Regions from separate parts of the Sus scrofa genome. Here region 2 is linked to region 1. A link is a contact called in public Hi-C data. All regions are on one chromosome and are shown on one strand. Each heading gives the region's core, a stretch centred on a gene start, on an enhancer-like site or on the middle of the called end of the contact. The rest is flanking DNA. Distances are from core to core; before and after follow the strand shown.

The links. A called contact is a pair of places that touch in the nucleus more often than the background predicts.
Region 2: a Hi-C map of omental adipose tissue shows a contact between it and region 1, with 4 times the contacts expected there. The contact joins the enhancer-like site here to the promoter of BTG1 in region 1. A contact is called at or near these places in 3 of 5 promoter capture datasets (fetal liver, fetal skeletal muscle and liver), 14 of 47 Hi-C or Micro-C datasets (adipocytes, alveolar macrophages, brain and 9 more) and 2 of 2 datasets of contacts at active chromatin or transcription factors (alveolar macrophages and skeletal muscle).

Annotation. Positions count from the first base shown.
Region 1 is chr5:90,812,114-90,818,533 of Sscrofa11.1, forward strand. BTG1 (BTG anti-proliferation factor 1) reads left to right here and starts at 3,081. Exons shown (of 2, transcript NM_001099936.1): 1 at 3,081-3,546; 2 at 4,510-5,823. The coding sequence starts at 3,399. The coding sequence ends at 4,877. The region is part of intron 3 of LOC106510428 (a long non-coding RNA gene); the gene reads left to right.
Region 2 is chr5:91,515,407-91,521,826 of Sscrofa11.1, forward strand. The region is part of intron 4 of LOC102159901 (a long non-coding RNA gene); the gene reads left to right. Among named protein-coding and RNA genes, the nearest start is that of DCN, 160 kb to the right of the region's middle. Within about 2 kb of position 2,810, at least 10 of the 83 cell types and tissues checked have an H3K27ac peak or open chromatin away from gene starts, as enhancers often do. A contact at or near this core is called in fetal skeletal muscle and omental adipose tissue, where this site is marked.

The DNA of each region.
Region 1 (6,420 bases), core at 1,831-4,330:
TTTGAAACCCAGGTTCATTTTCTGGATTGTTTTGACAGATTTCCTGTTTTTGTTGTTGTTTGTTTCTTTTAGTGCTTTGATTGAATATTTTCTAGGGTTTTTTTTTTTTTTTTTTTTTTTTTTTTTTTTGTCTTTCTTTTTTTTTGTTGTTGTTGTTGTTGCTATTTCTTGGGCCGCTCCCGCGGCATATGGAGGTTCCCATGGTAGGGGTCGAATTGGAGCTGTAGCCACCGGCCTACGCCAGAGCCACAACAACGCGGGATCCGAGCTGTGTCTGCAACCTACACCACAGCTCACGGCAATGCCGGATCCTTAACCCACTGAGCAAGGGCAGGGACCGAACCCGCAACCTCATGGTTCCTAGTCGGATTCGTTAACCACTGCGCCACAACGGGAACTCCCATTTTCTAGGTTTTAAAAATTAACTTGATAATCATCAAATTGCCTGATGATAATATATATACGTCAGCTAATGTATGTATTTGGATGTTTACTTAGTGCTGGAGACAGTGCTAAATAGTGTCTAGTTATTCCATTTAGTCCTCATTTTTTCGATTATAATGCAGAGGGGTTAAATAACTTGCCTAAGGACACAGAGCCTAGGGTTGGGTTTGTAAATAGTTGGGAGTACCCTGTAGTTTAGTATATCAATGAGAAGAGAAAGTGCCTTTATAAATTTAAAAACCGTCAAGAAATATGTGCTAGTTTCTTGGATGAGAAGAGCCTTACTACTAAAAGTGTGTAAAAATATTACTAAACCGATGTATGTCCAGATTTGAAAACCATTAGCAATTAATATTGCGCACTATCTCTTGCATTTAGAATCTATATTTATCCTCCCCCCGCCTTTTCCCCTCTAGATCCCCCAAGATAAGAGTAATTTCTTAAATCCACTTGTCTCTTAAAGGAATGATTTCAGGTGTGAAACACACATATATAATAAAAAACAGTGGGAGGAAAAAAGGATATGTGAGTTAAACTTTGTTCACTCTATTCAACTGATTTTAAAAAGATTTCAGAAAGGGTTCAGCTTCTGCATAGAAAGAAGGCTGTTAAAAGTAGTGTACATTTCATAATGTATGCAAATGTCAAATCATCACATAGTACACCTGAAACTAACATGGTTTTGTACATCAAGTATATGTCAATGAAAGAAAAAAAAGCAGTGGAGAAAAATAGGGACTGGGAGACGCGTCTGAGTTTAGATCCTAGTATTTTGTTAACAATTATTTCTGTTTTGTAGATGAGTCAATTTAAGCTCAAAATTATTGGGAGTCCAAGTTGGAGACCAGGCTTGGAGGTCAACAGATTTCTATTCTAGTTCTCAAATGACTGATGATTAAGGAAAGTGAATAGAGCAGATGATTAACGGTGGGTGGGGTTTAGAAGGATATCAGAAAATCTTGTTCTAGGGTTATGGTAATTTTAAGGATTTACTCCTGTTTCCCTATCTCCTTTTTCATTAGTAAAAGAGGTTTCACATCCTTAGTGAAATAATTACCACCACGTTTATTTATAAGCACAGTTCTATGTGAAAAGTTCTAGAAGGAAATATTACCATTATTTTTGATGCTTTTATCCAATGAAAGTACTTTCACAAGTCATGCTTTTAATACTATTTCTTAAAGTATTTATTTCACATATAACTACATAATTATTTTGTGTGAATGAAAAAATAACCTCAAAGTTGTTTCAAGCCCAGTTTTACATATTTCATGTGAACAATAAGATTTTTCCTTCTACTGCTTTATAGCAAATTCTACTTTTGCTTCATTTCTATACCCTTTGGCACAGTATTAAAACAAAACAAAACAAAACCTCAAAGTGGTGTGTTTTGCAATATTGATGACCAGCTAAGCTCAGGATATTTATTTCCATCTGGTAGAGTTCAACTTCTGCCTCTTGTTTGCTTTCTCCATCTGGCCGGCTCACCATCTTTTTTTTCTCCTCCTTAATGGAGTTCTGGTTAACCCTCTCTTAGGCCTAATCGTTTTAGCAAGTTCACGCCTTCCTATTTTTTCCTAGTTCAGCAAGTAGGGCTTAACTAAACAAATATCTGAGCAAATTTTATCTTTATTTTCTTGTTTTTATAAAGAGCAACAGAACTCTAAGGCTCAAACAGTTCAGTGGATTAGGAAAAAAAGGAAACAACCTTCTGTTTTGTGCAAAAAAGATGTAAAATGCATTATATAGGTTTCTTTTCTTTTACTAAACTTGTTATAATTACATTTATATTCAATAGCAGCCTTTCTTATCAGTTTTAAGCTGGTCAGTAAGGTCTCCACTTTTCTCTGACTCCTCAAGTTACTGAAACAGCAACCACAAAAGGCTTACTAACCTTTATTTATTTTGCAATTAAACTTTGACAAAGACATGCCCCAACCCTCCGCAAGGGTGGAAGGGAAACGGCTCCGAGGCGTTGGCTGCATGTTTGTGAGAACTGGGTTCCGAAAGCTGCAGGATGCCCCGCGAGAGCCGGTTCCCTCCACTTTTCCCCGCACTCCCAGCTTCCTCAGCACGGGTACCCGCATCCCGCTGCTCTGTATGCTCTTCCTTCCTGTGGAGCCAGGCACGTAGACTCAGCGTGGTGACGGGTTGTAAACACCGAGTACGCGAGCCGGCAGGTGCCTTGAGGCCAGATCCGTGCCGCAGGCGCGCGTGTAGACAGCCTGAGCGGGGCTGCTTTTATCTGCACAGCTCTGTCTCCTCGAGGCGAGCCCAGGCAGCGAACGCTTGCAGAGGATGCGCTGGCGCAGCTCCAGGAGTTGTTGGAGCAGGAAGGAGGAGTTAGGGCTAGGGGCGGGGCTTTCACACGCGCACCCTCTGTTTCCTCCATCCCGTTTTCCCCCCCGCTGGGCCGCCACTCGGGGGTTTATTTGTTTACAAGCGGATTACGTCAGCTCCTCCCTCTCCTCCCGGTCTCTGGGCACGCCCCCTGGCCCCTTTTCCCGCCCCCTTCGGCTCAGAATCTGCTTGCATCACAATGGTGCGATCTCCGGATTGGCTGGAGTCGTCCGTCACGCTCCAGCTACGCCACTTCCTTTTCTCTGCGCTATAAAAAGTGCCGCACGGCCGCTGCATCTCTTTGCCCGTCTGAGCTGGAAATGCAAGTGTTTGGAGCTTCGGAGGCTGCGGAGCTGGAGGCGGAGGCGGCCGGGGCGGTCCGAGCGATGTGACCAGGCCGCCGTCGCTCGTCTCTTCCTTTCTCCTGCCGCCTCCTGTCTCGAAAATAACTTTTTACTATAAAGAAGGGAGGAGAAAAAAGTAGCCGTCCACCGCTCACGCTCTCTCCCCCTCTCAGCCCACTGACCTGTGAGGGAGCCCGGGGTGGCCGCTCCGCCGTCGGGGCCGCACCGCCGAGCCCCGGCCGCCCCGGGCCGCCCCCGCCTGCCGCCCCCATGCATCCCTTCTACACCCGGGCCGCCACCATGATAGGCGAGATCGCCGCCGCCGTGTCCTTCATCTCCAAGTTTCTCCGCACCAAGGGGCTCACGAGCGAGCGACAGCTGCAGACCTTCAGCCAGAGCCTGCAGGAGCTGCTGGCAGGTGAGCGGGCGGCGGCAGGGCGGGGGGCGCCGAGGGACGCGGTGGCACATCTCTGGGCCGGGCCGTCGGGGACGCGGGAGTCTTGGCGGCACTGTGGGCAGGTCGCGCTCGGTTCCGGCAGCGGGACCGTGACTGGCGCGCCCGGCTGCCGCTAACGGCGGGTCCGGGACAGGGTTTGGGGGTGGGCCAAGGGCGCCCCCTCCCCCCACGGCTGGCAGACCAAGGGGACAGGAAAACAGACGCACAACAAAGAAACTGAAGCCGACCGAGGCGGGAGCCGCCGTCCTCGGACGGTCCGCGCATTTGGGGGACAAAGGAGCCGCCGGGCTAGGGTGGATTCGACGCCCCCTCCCCCCCATCCCGTCTAACCGTTGCGGGCCCGACGGCCGGGCCACGGGATGGGAAGGCGCGCCGCTGCCAGGGAGCCAGCCCGGGCCGGACGTGCAGTCTCTCCGCGCCTCCTACCCCTGTCCATTAATCATCGGATTTGTCACCGGTACAATTACTGCCCTGCCCAGAGCGTGGTTTAGGATGGCTTGTTCCATTCCCTTCGGGGCGAACAGTCCAGTGGCGCTCCTCTTCGAAGCCATAAACCCCATTGTGTGTGCGGCTGGGGTGGGGTGGAGAAAGTAAACAGGTTCCCGCCTGGCCACCGGTGCCACCCCGCTGCCCGGCTGGCGGAGGCTGCCCGCCGGATTGCCGTTTTGGCAACTCAACCGGTTGGTTCCCGGAGATTGTTCTGTACGGTGTACTACTGTTATTTCTCAAACCCTGCCCGCTCATTCCCCATCGCCTTACATGGACAGCCGCGGATTCAATGCTGGGTTTTTTTTTTTGTTTTTTTTTTTAAAGAAAGTTGCTAGTTTGCATTTTCCCTCAACGAAGCCAGCCGAAGAAAGAAACTACAGCGGGAGCCAGCAGTAACGATATCTAAGCGCTGTTTCTGTTTTTTTTCTTCTATAGAACATTATAAACACCACTGGTTCCCAGAAAAGCCGTGCAAAGGATCAGGTTACCGTTGTATTCGCATCAACCATAAAATGGATCCTCTGATTGGACAGGCAGCACAGCGGATTGGACTGAGCAGTCAGGAGCTGTTCAGGCTTCTCCCAAGTGAACTCACTCTCTGGGTTGACCCTTACGAAGTGTCCTACAGAATTGGAGAGGATGGTTCCATCTGTGTGCTGTACGAAGCCTCACCAGCAGGAGGTAGCACCCAAAACAGCACCAACGTGCAAATGGTAGACAGCAGAATCAGCTGTAAGGAGGAACTTCTCTTGGGCAGAACAAGCCCTTCCAAAAGCTACAATATGATGACTGTATCAGGTTAAGATATAGTCTATGGATGGATCCTCTTATAATGGATGGATAAATTTGATTTTTGCTTTGGGTGGGCTCCTCTTGGGGATGGATTATGGAATTTAAACCATGTCACAGCTGTGAAGATCTGGCACAAGATAGAGTGGTAAAAAAATTTTTTTAAGTGACAGTGCCATAGTTTGGACAGTACCTTTCAATGACTTAATAGCCTGTGAGTCCAAGTAAATTGATCACCTTATTTGCTAGGGAGTGAAGTCCTGGGGTGGTTTCATTTTCTCCCGGACATGATACCTAAATTTTTACATCAGTCCCTTTAACACAAATCCATATTTCAAAGAACCTTTCTCTGCGGTAGAACTTGGCAGAGGAAATTTGCACTATTACACTTAAATTGTTATCCTTTTTGGCAGCTCGATAGGAAAGCTCAACATTTTAAACGCGGTAGTACTGGAAATTTTATAACAAGACTTTTACCTAGCACTTAAATATGTATAAATGTACATAAGACAAAACTAGTAAGCATGACCTGGGGAAATGGTCAGACCTTGTATTGTGTTTTTGGCCTTGAAAGTAGCAAGTGACCAGAATCTGCCATGGCAACAGGCTTTAAAAAAAGACCTTAAAAAGACACTGTCTCAACTGTGGTGTTAGCACCAGCCAGCTCTCTGTACATTTGCTAGCTTGTAGTTTTCTAAGACTGAGTAAACTTCTTATTTTTAGAAAGTGGAGGTCTGGTTTGTAACTTTCCTTGTACTTAATTGGGTAAAAGTCTTTTCCACAAACCACCATCTATTTTGTGAACTTTGTTAGTCATCTTTTATTTGGTAAATTATGAACTGGTGTAAATTTGTACAGTTCATGTATATTGATTGTGGCAAAGTTGTACAGATTTCTATATTTTGGATGAGAAATTTTTCTTCTCTCTATAATAAATTGTTTCTTATCTTGGCATTTTAATCAATCTCTTGTCATGATTATAGAGGTTCAGCTAAAAGAAATCTATTTCTCAGAAGACTTAGGTTCTCTAAGCTGTGTGAAACTCAGTTGCACACCGGTCATGCTGAAAACCCTTTGATAAGGAGTGAAGATGATCTGTGTATACCTGTGTAGGGTTAGGGGAAACCCAGGGGTAACAAACATGCTCTTTTAAAATCTCTAAAGTCGAAACATGGACACATTTCCAGGCTTATCGCGTGCAATGAGGATAAGAGACAAAGGTGACAACAACCCCAAAAAAGTGATACTCAGAGGATTACATTTCGTTGCTTCCCTGTTGAAGTGAAGATATAAATGTTCCATTCTCGCCCACCTTTGAAAAACACTTATTTTGCCCCACGGAGTCCTTGTTCAATTAGAAAATCCTGGGGCAAGTGACCCATAGTCTTAAAGAACAGGCTAATCACTGCAGAGAGATTGGTTGCTTTTTGCCTTTCGTCAGCTGCAAGATTTACATAAAAATCACTTAAGCTGGAATTCAACAAAAGGTATGTTTGAATTTTTATTCTCAAATTGAAATGCTGAGTTTTTGATTCCTCATTTTCAGACTAATTTCAC
Region 2 (6,420 bases), core at 1,560-4,059, 700 kb after region 1:
TGTAAAGAGAAGGTCAACATTCTTTTTCTCTGGCATCTAAAATCATTAATCATGGATAGATTCATCATATAGTTAGCTGTGATTGATTCAGAAGGGTTGTGGCTGGGTGTCAGTCACCCATAGCTATGAATCTGACAAGCCTCAGAGATTACAGAGCTGGTCACTGCGGTCCCCCTGCCCTTTTAGAATTTGTCCAGAACTAGTGAGCAGAAAGCAGCAGCATGACGTGGCACCCTTCGCAGTCCTCCTCACAGCTGTCTGCCTGAGGGGCTGTCTTACAGCCGACCCTCCAGTGGTAGTTCTTTCCTCTTTCTTGCATTTTGAAAGCCTTTGTATTTCTAAGTGAGGACATTTGTTTGTTACTACTGAAAGAACCAACAAAGGAATGCTTTTAAAAGTCCATGTCAAACACAGACTATTGGGGAAATACTATGAAAAATCACTTAACGTTTTTCTCTTTTCTCTCTCTCTCTCTTTTTTGGCTGGAACATCTTTGTCCTTTTGGGGAGTTGCTAAAAACTAGAAAGACAACTGGCCAACTGTAGTTCCTCTTGACACACAGTGCCTTGGGTTTGTCTTGCAAAGGCCCTTTGTTAATCAGTTTTCCATTTGGGTGCGAGTACTCCCTCCACGTCAAGGTTCTGCTTTGTTCCTTTGTGTACTTACTGAAATGTCAATGCTATGCTTCCTTTGATTAAAATAGTAAAATGCATGATCGACTATTTTATAGGACCCATCACACTACGACTGGTGCCTGTGGTGCCAGAGTGCATGCTTCAAATGAGCACATGTGCTGTTTGAAAAGAGGCATATATGCTCAGGCTTCTCCAAAACCTTATAGCTGTGGCGCCCAGATGTTGGCTGACATGTGCCCCTGGGGTCAGCATGGGGAAAAGTGTCTTATGCTTTGCGGTGGACTCTGTATTAAACTTCACATCAGTAACAAAACACAATTCAAAGTGATGATGGATGAGGTGGCTTGAACACTGTTGAGTAATACTTTGTCACCATTGAAAGGCATTACTCTTTACACAACGGACCCCCATTAACCTTTGGGACTAAGTCTCCTTCATTAAAATCATTCTAGACTTTGTGCAGACTTTGTTTTAAATATTGGTATCAAAAGGCAATGAGACCAATGGGATGCTGGACACTGAGGCATGTCCTAGCAGAAAATATACAAGGTGTGGGCACTCTACGTGCTACAGGCTGAGAAATGCAAGATACTCATGTTCATCTCCAAGCTTTCACTCTATGCTTGAATTTGCTGAACACACTTAGAACTAAGGAAGCTGTAAGAGAAATCAAAAACCTCTAACCCAGTCTATTTTAGAGCTTCCCTCTTGACGTTTTATTTTTCTCCATTTAATATCATGTCTTGGGGCTATCAGAGTCATATAGTATGTTCACAAATTGGATTTCATGAATTATGCTGTCAAGAAACAGTTTATTCATAGCCCAAGGCTAATGCAGTCCTTCCAACTTGGAAAGCAAGAGAGGAAGGCCGCTCAGAGAGTCTTTTCTAACACTAAGAAGGAATTTTTCTTTTCTTTTTTTTTTGCCCAGGAGGAAGAAAAGGCCAGGTCCACCAGACTACTAGTATAACTCCTGATCAGGTTAAGTTAGCTAACTTGGGCAGTAAGATCATGAAGTACAAAGACCATGCAAGGAGGTGATCACAGAGTTTTCCCTGAGTAGGAATGGGGTGTACATATGAAGATTCTTCTAAACAGAGCTCTTTGGTGCATGTGTTGCTCCATGTTGGTTTGGGCACTTGGACTAAAAGGTGTGACTTGGAGAACACTCAGAAGTAAACATTCCTCCCCAACTATTTCTGACTTCCTCTATGTTACTCTTTATACTCATTCACTCATTCAACATTGAGGTATAATGTAAAGATAAAAAGACATAACTGCTATATTTGAGAATTACCCATGACTGGGATATAAATTATTATGGAGACATTTACAAAGTAAGATATCCAGTGCTTTAACAAACATGTGTTTGCTATGCAGTATGGTCATTAAACAGGAATATAGTGAGAAACTAATTAATTAGGAATAGCTGATGACAGGCATTAAATGAAGCTAGACTTAAAAGGTAGATCCACATCCTAAAAAGTCTTGTGCAAGATTGTAGTTAGAGTGACCATTTTTTGTCTAAACTGAGACACTTTTGAGAGACATAGAGAGGTGATATTAATAATACCCCTCATGAGAATGTGAACCAGGAATATCTTTGTTGAACTGAGACCTATGGTTTACCCTAGTTCTAGGCAGAGGGTACCGCGTAAGGATTTTGAAGAGGAAAATGGTGATAGAAGATGTTACGGTTAAACTGATACCTGTCTTAGAACAGCATGAAGGCTGGATTAAATATCCAGACATTGACACCCAGCTTTAGAATGGACTTTTTGTTATTGAGGTCCACCTGAGGACCCACCTTTTCCTGGATGGCTAAAGATAAACTCAACTGGGTCAGCGAACCCTTGGGGTGACCCTTTTCACCCTTCTCAGGTGTTCAAGAAGTGATGTTGCTTTGATCTTTTGAGCCCATAGAAACATAAATTGGTGGGAAGCCAGCTAGTCAGCATAACAGAGCTTTCTAACTGCTTGTTTTGACATTTTACTCAAAGAAAAATATTGGAAAAAGGACTGAGGGGCTGGCAAATCGCTGCTACTCTTTCTCGGTGGTCCCAGAGCACTAATATTTACGTAGCTCAGCTGAGTCAGTGAGGTGCAGCCTGCTGGGTCCCTGCGTGATGCCTTAATGAATTGATGGGACCAGGAAAGGAGGCTGGGAGGGAAGCTAGGGGGCTGCAGGGCACATTAAAACTTCAAGAAAATCACTCTTGTAAAAGTGACTGAGCCTGGAGGGAATGCAGCTGTTTCTGCCTCTGCGTAGTGTTTTCAGAGTCGAACTTTTGGCTTTGTTTCTTCCGCCTTTGCAATTTGAAGTTCTACTAGTGGAGGAATCCTGGGTCTTGGAAGCTCCTCTGTTTTGTATTTGCTTTTGGGCTCCCTTCTGTGTTCCTTAGATAATGACTAGCTTTCCTAATGACTCATTTTCACATCGTATTTTACTTTTTTTTTTTTTTTTGGAGCTATACATTTTACATTTCCCTGAGGCAAAATAACCCTACTCAAAGTTCTTATAAAAGAGTTTTGTGTGCATACCAGACCAGTATAAATAACATTCTGCTTAGACCCTTAGCCATTTCTAAATGAGCACTGATTCTCTTGTTTGTGTATTTTAAATTAGCCTTGGTACAACATTTTTTAGCATCCTGTTACTGTAAAAAGTATTCTCTCAAGTAAGGAATTCCCATTTCTATTTATTTATATATTATACAGTTATTTGTTAAGTATCTATCATGCCTTTGGCAATGTGCAAAGTCCTGGGCTCACAGTTCTTTGAAAGACAAAAATTCTTACTCTTAAAGAGTGTACAATTTATTGTAGGTAAAATGGGGGAGGTTAATGGAAGGAACCATAAATACAGATTATTTATCTGTAGCAGTCATTCTCAAAGGGTGGTCTTAGTCCCAGCAGCATCTGTATCACCAGGGAACTTGTTAAAAATGCAAATTGTTGAGGCCCTTCCAAATCTGTTGAGCCAGGAACTCTCGGTTGGAGCCCAGCAGTCTTTGCTTTAACAAGTCCATGCTTGACTCTGAAACTCACTCCTTGGAGAATCACCAAACTATAATATAATAAGATGTAAGTGTTGGATCATATGGGAGAACATGTGCAAAAGGGCTAGCTCAGTTGTGTAGAGTCAGGGAAAAGTTCTCAAGGCAGTTATTTCTAAATGGAGGATTGAAGGATAGGTAGGAATTGGTCAGGCAAAGAGAAGGTAGGAGTGAGCAGACCTCAGTCCAAGGAGATCATTTACTGGAACAGGCTAGGGGTGAAAAATAGCAGCACTTATTTGGAATTCAGGAGAAATTCAGAGGAGCTGGCACTTTGACTAGAGGAGGGTGGGGACTGTTAACATCTATCAAAGGGCAGGCAAAGCCTACCGTTGCATCTACAGACAGCAGTACAGTGAAAACCACAACTGCTGCCAGAGGTGACAGGCAGGTTTTTCACATCAGGGAGGTAAATCAGAATAAGGTCAATGGGGAAAGAGGCACAGTGAAAGCATGGATATAGGGAGCCTATGGGATCCATCTAGGCAGACAGGCAGAAAGTCAGTAGGAAGGATGATCCAGAAAATATGTGTGAGCTCAGATCGTCTCCTCAAGAGGGTGGCATCAGTTTGCTATGGCTGCCATAACAAAATGCCACAAATAGGGTGGCTTAACCAACAGAAATTGATTTTCCCACAGTTCTGGAGGCTAGAAGTCCAAGATCAAGGCATTGGCAGGGCTGTTTCTTTGAGGCCTCTCTCCTTGGCTTGCAGATGGCTATCTTCTGGCTGTGTCCTCACAGGATCTTTCCTCTGTACACATTCATTCTAGGAGTCCTGCTTTCCTCTTCTTATAAGGGCATCAGTCATATTGAATTAGGGCTACCCTAAAGGCCTCATTTTAACTCATTTACCTCTTTAGAGACCACTATCTAAATAAAGTCACACTCTGATATATTAGAGGTTAGGGCTTCAACATATGCATTTTATAAGACACAACTCTCCCTATGGGAAATAATACCTTACAGAGGGTAGTAATAAACACGACTTAGAGTTAAGAAGAAATGGAACCTTCGGTAGTGGATTAAGGCATGGACCCAGAAAGGTGGTATTTGCCAAGAGAATTCTGGAGTCTTGTACCTAGAGCAATGGGTCCATGTAAGAAAATAACCTGCTTGGTGATAATACATCAAGTCCTTACCTCAATGTCCTTTAGGCTGAAAAGAGATTGACTGCATATTGGGGGCTTGATGAACTCACAGGTATAGGAAATGAAAATGTTAATATGACATAAAAAGTGAGCAGAAAGATACAAGTAGGTTGCCTCAGAGGGAAATCGTATAGTAAAATGTCACCAAATTTGGAAATCAGAAAGGCTGAAGTTGAATGTGGAATTTGTTGTTTTTCTCTTATGTGATCCTGTTTGAGAAACTCAACCACTCAGTCTTAATTTTTTCAACAATGAAGGAGGCCTACTAATACCTACTTTGTGGGAGTAAATAAGATAATACGCATTAAAGTACTAAAAAAATGTCAGCCACTGTTAGCAACTCCAAATATATCAATGGTTACTTTTTTATGGAGAGTTTTCTATAAATCAGATATTACGTTTATGCCTCTTAACTATAATGTATAAATAAAATCATTCAAAAGTATCTAAAGTAAGTGTTCCAAAGAACTCACAAAACAAATACATTTATCCAAAATAATCCTTGATAAAGGATTACTTTGCCAAGTAATAAATACTTTAGCAAGATTAGGTAATAAGGTACTTTCCAAGTTCAACACAAGTCATCAGAATTTAACCGCAGGAACCATGACTGAAACTGTAGTATATTGAAAGAAAGCAATACTCCTTTTACTCAGAAATACTCCTTTACATTGTCTTATTTCACATAATTCAGTGACATGGAGATTGTTTCAGTGGAAATTAGGAAAAAGATAGTGGGCCAGAGGTGAGGAAGGCATTATAATCACTTGATATGGGTATTTGGCTTTCTCTGGCTTTCCCGCTTGACCAGTGGAGGTGGGTATATCAGGAAGGCAGAGCTGAGAGCACAATCTAAGAAGGCTGTTCTACAAGAAGGTCCATCTAGTTTTCTGTACTTACAAAGCAATATTCCCATGGTATATGACTTCTCAGGTGGACATTTTTTTTTTTTTTTTTTTTGTCTTTTTGCCATTTCTTGGGCTGCTCCTGCAGCATATGGAGGTTCCCAGGCTAGGGGTCTAATCGGAGCTGTACCACCGGCCTACGCCACAGCCACAGTAATGCGGGATCCGAGCCATGTCTGCAACCTACACCACAGCTCACGGCAACGCTGGATCCTTAACCACTGAGCGAGGCCAGGGATCGAACCCGCAACCTCATCGTTCCTAGTCGGACTCGTTAACCACTGTGCCACAAGAGGAATTCCTCAGGTGGACATTTTGACAAAGGGAGAAAGAACACATGAGCCGTAGATGATGTTATATCTCAGTGTAAACCAAGTTAACAGTCTGATCTGTCAGACCCCTCAGTTTGACTCAACCAAAACCCTCAAGGACACTTTGACATAGATTATTCAGAATGAGAGATTCAATCATAATTTAATCATGGGCCTAAAACATGATGTAAAAAGAGCAATCATGAAAGTTGTTTCTTAGAAGGGCTTGCTACAGCTTGTGGGCAAGAGTCAGGGACAACTATAAGGGATAGAAAACATCTGAGCTGAGTTAAAATAGGAGCTAAAATAGGAAGGATGCATGTGACTTAAGTAAGGAACATTTAAAGAAGATTCAGTGTCTATT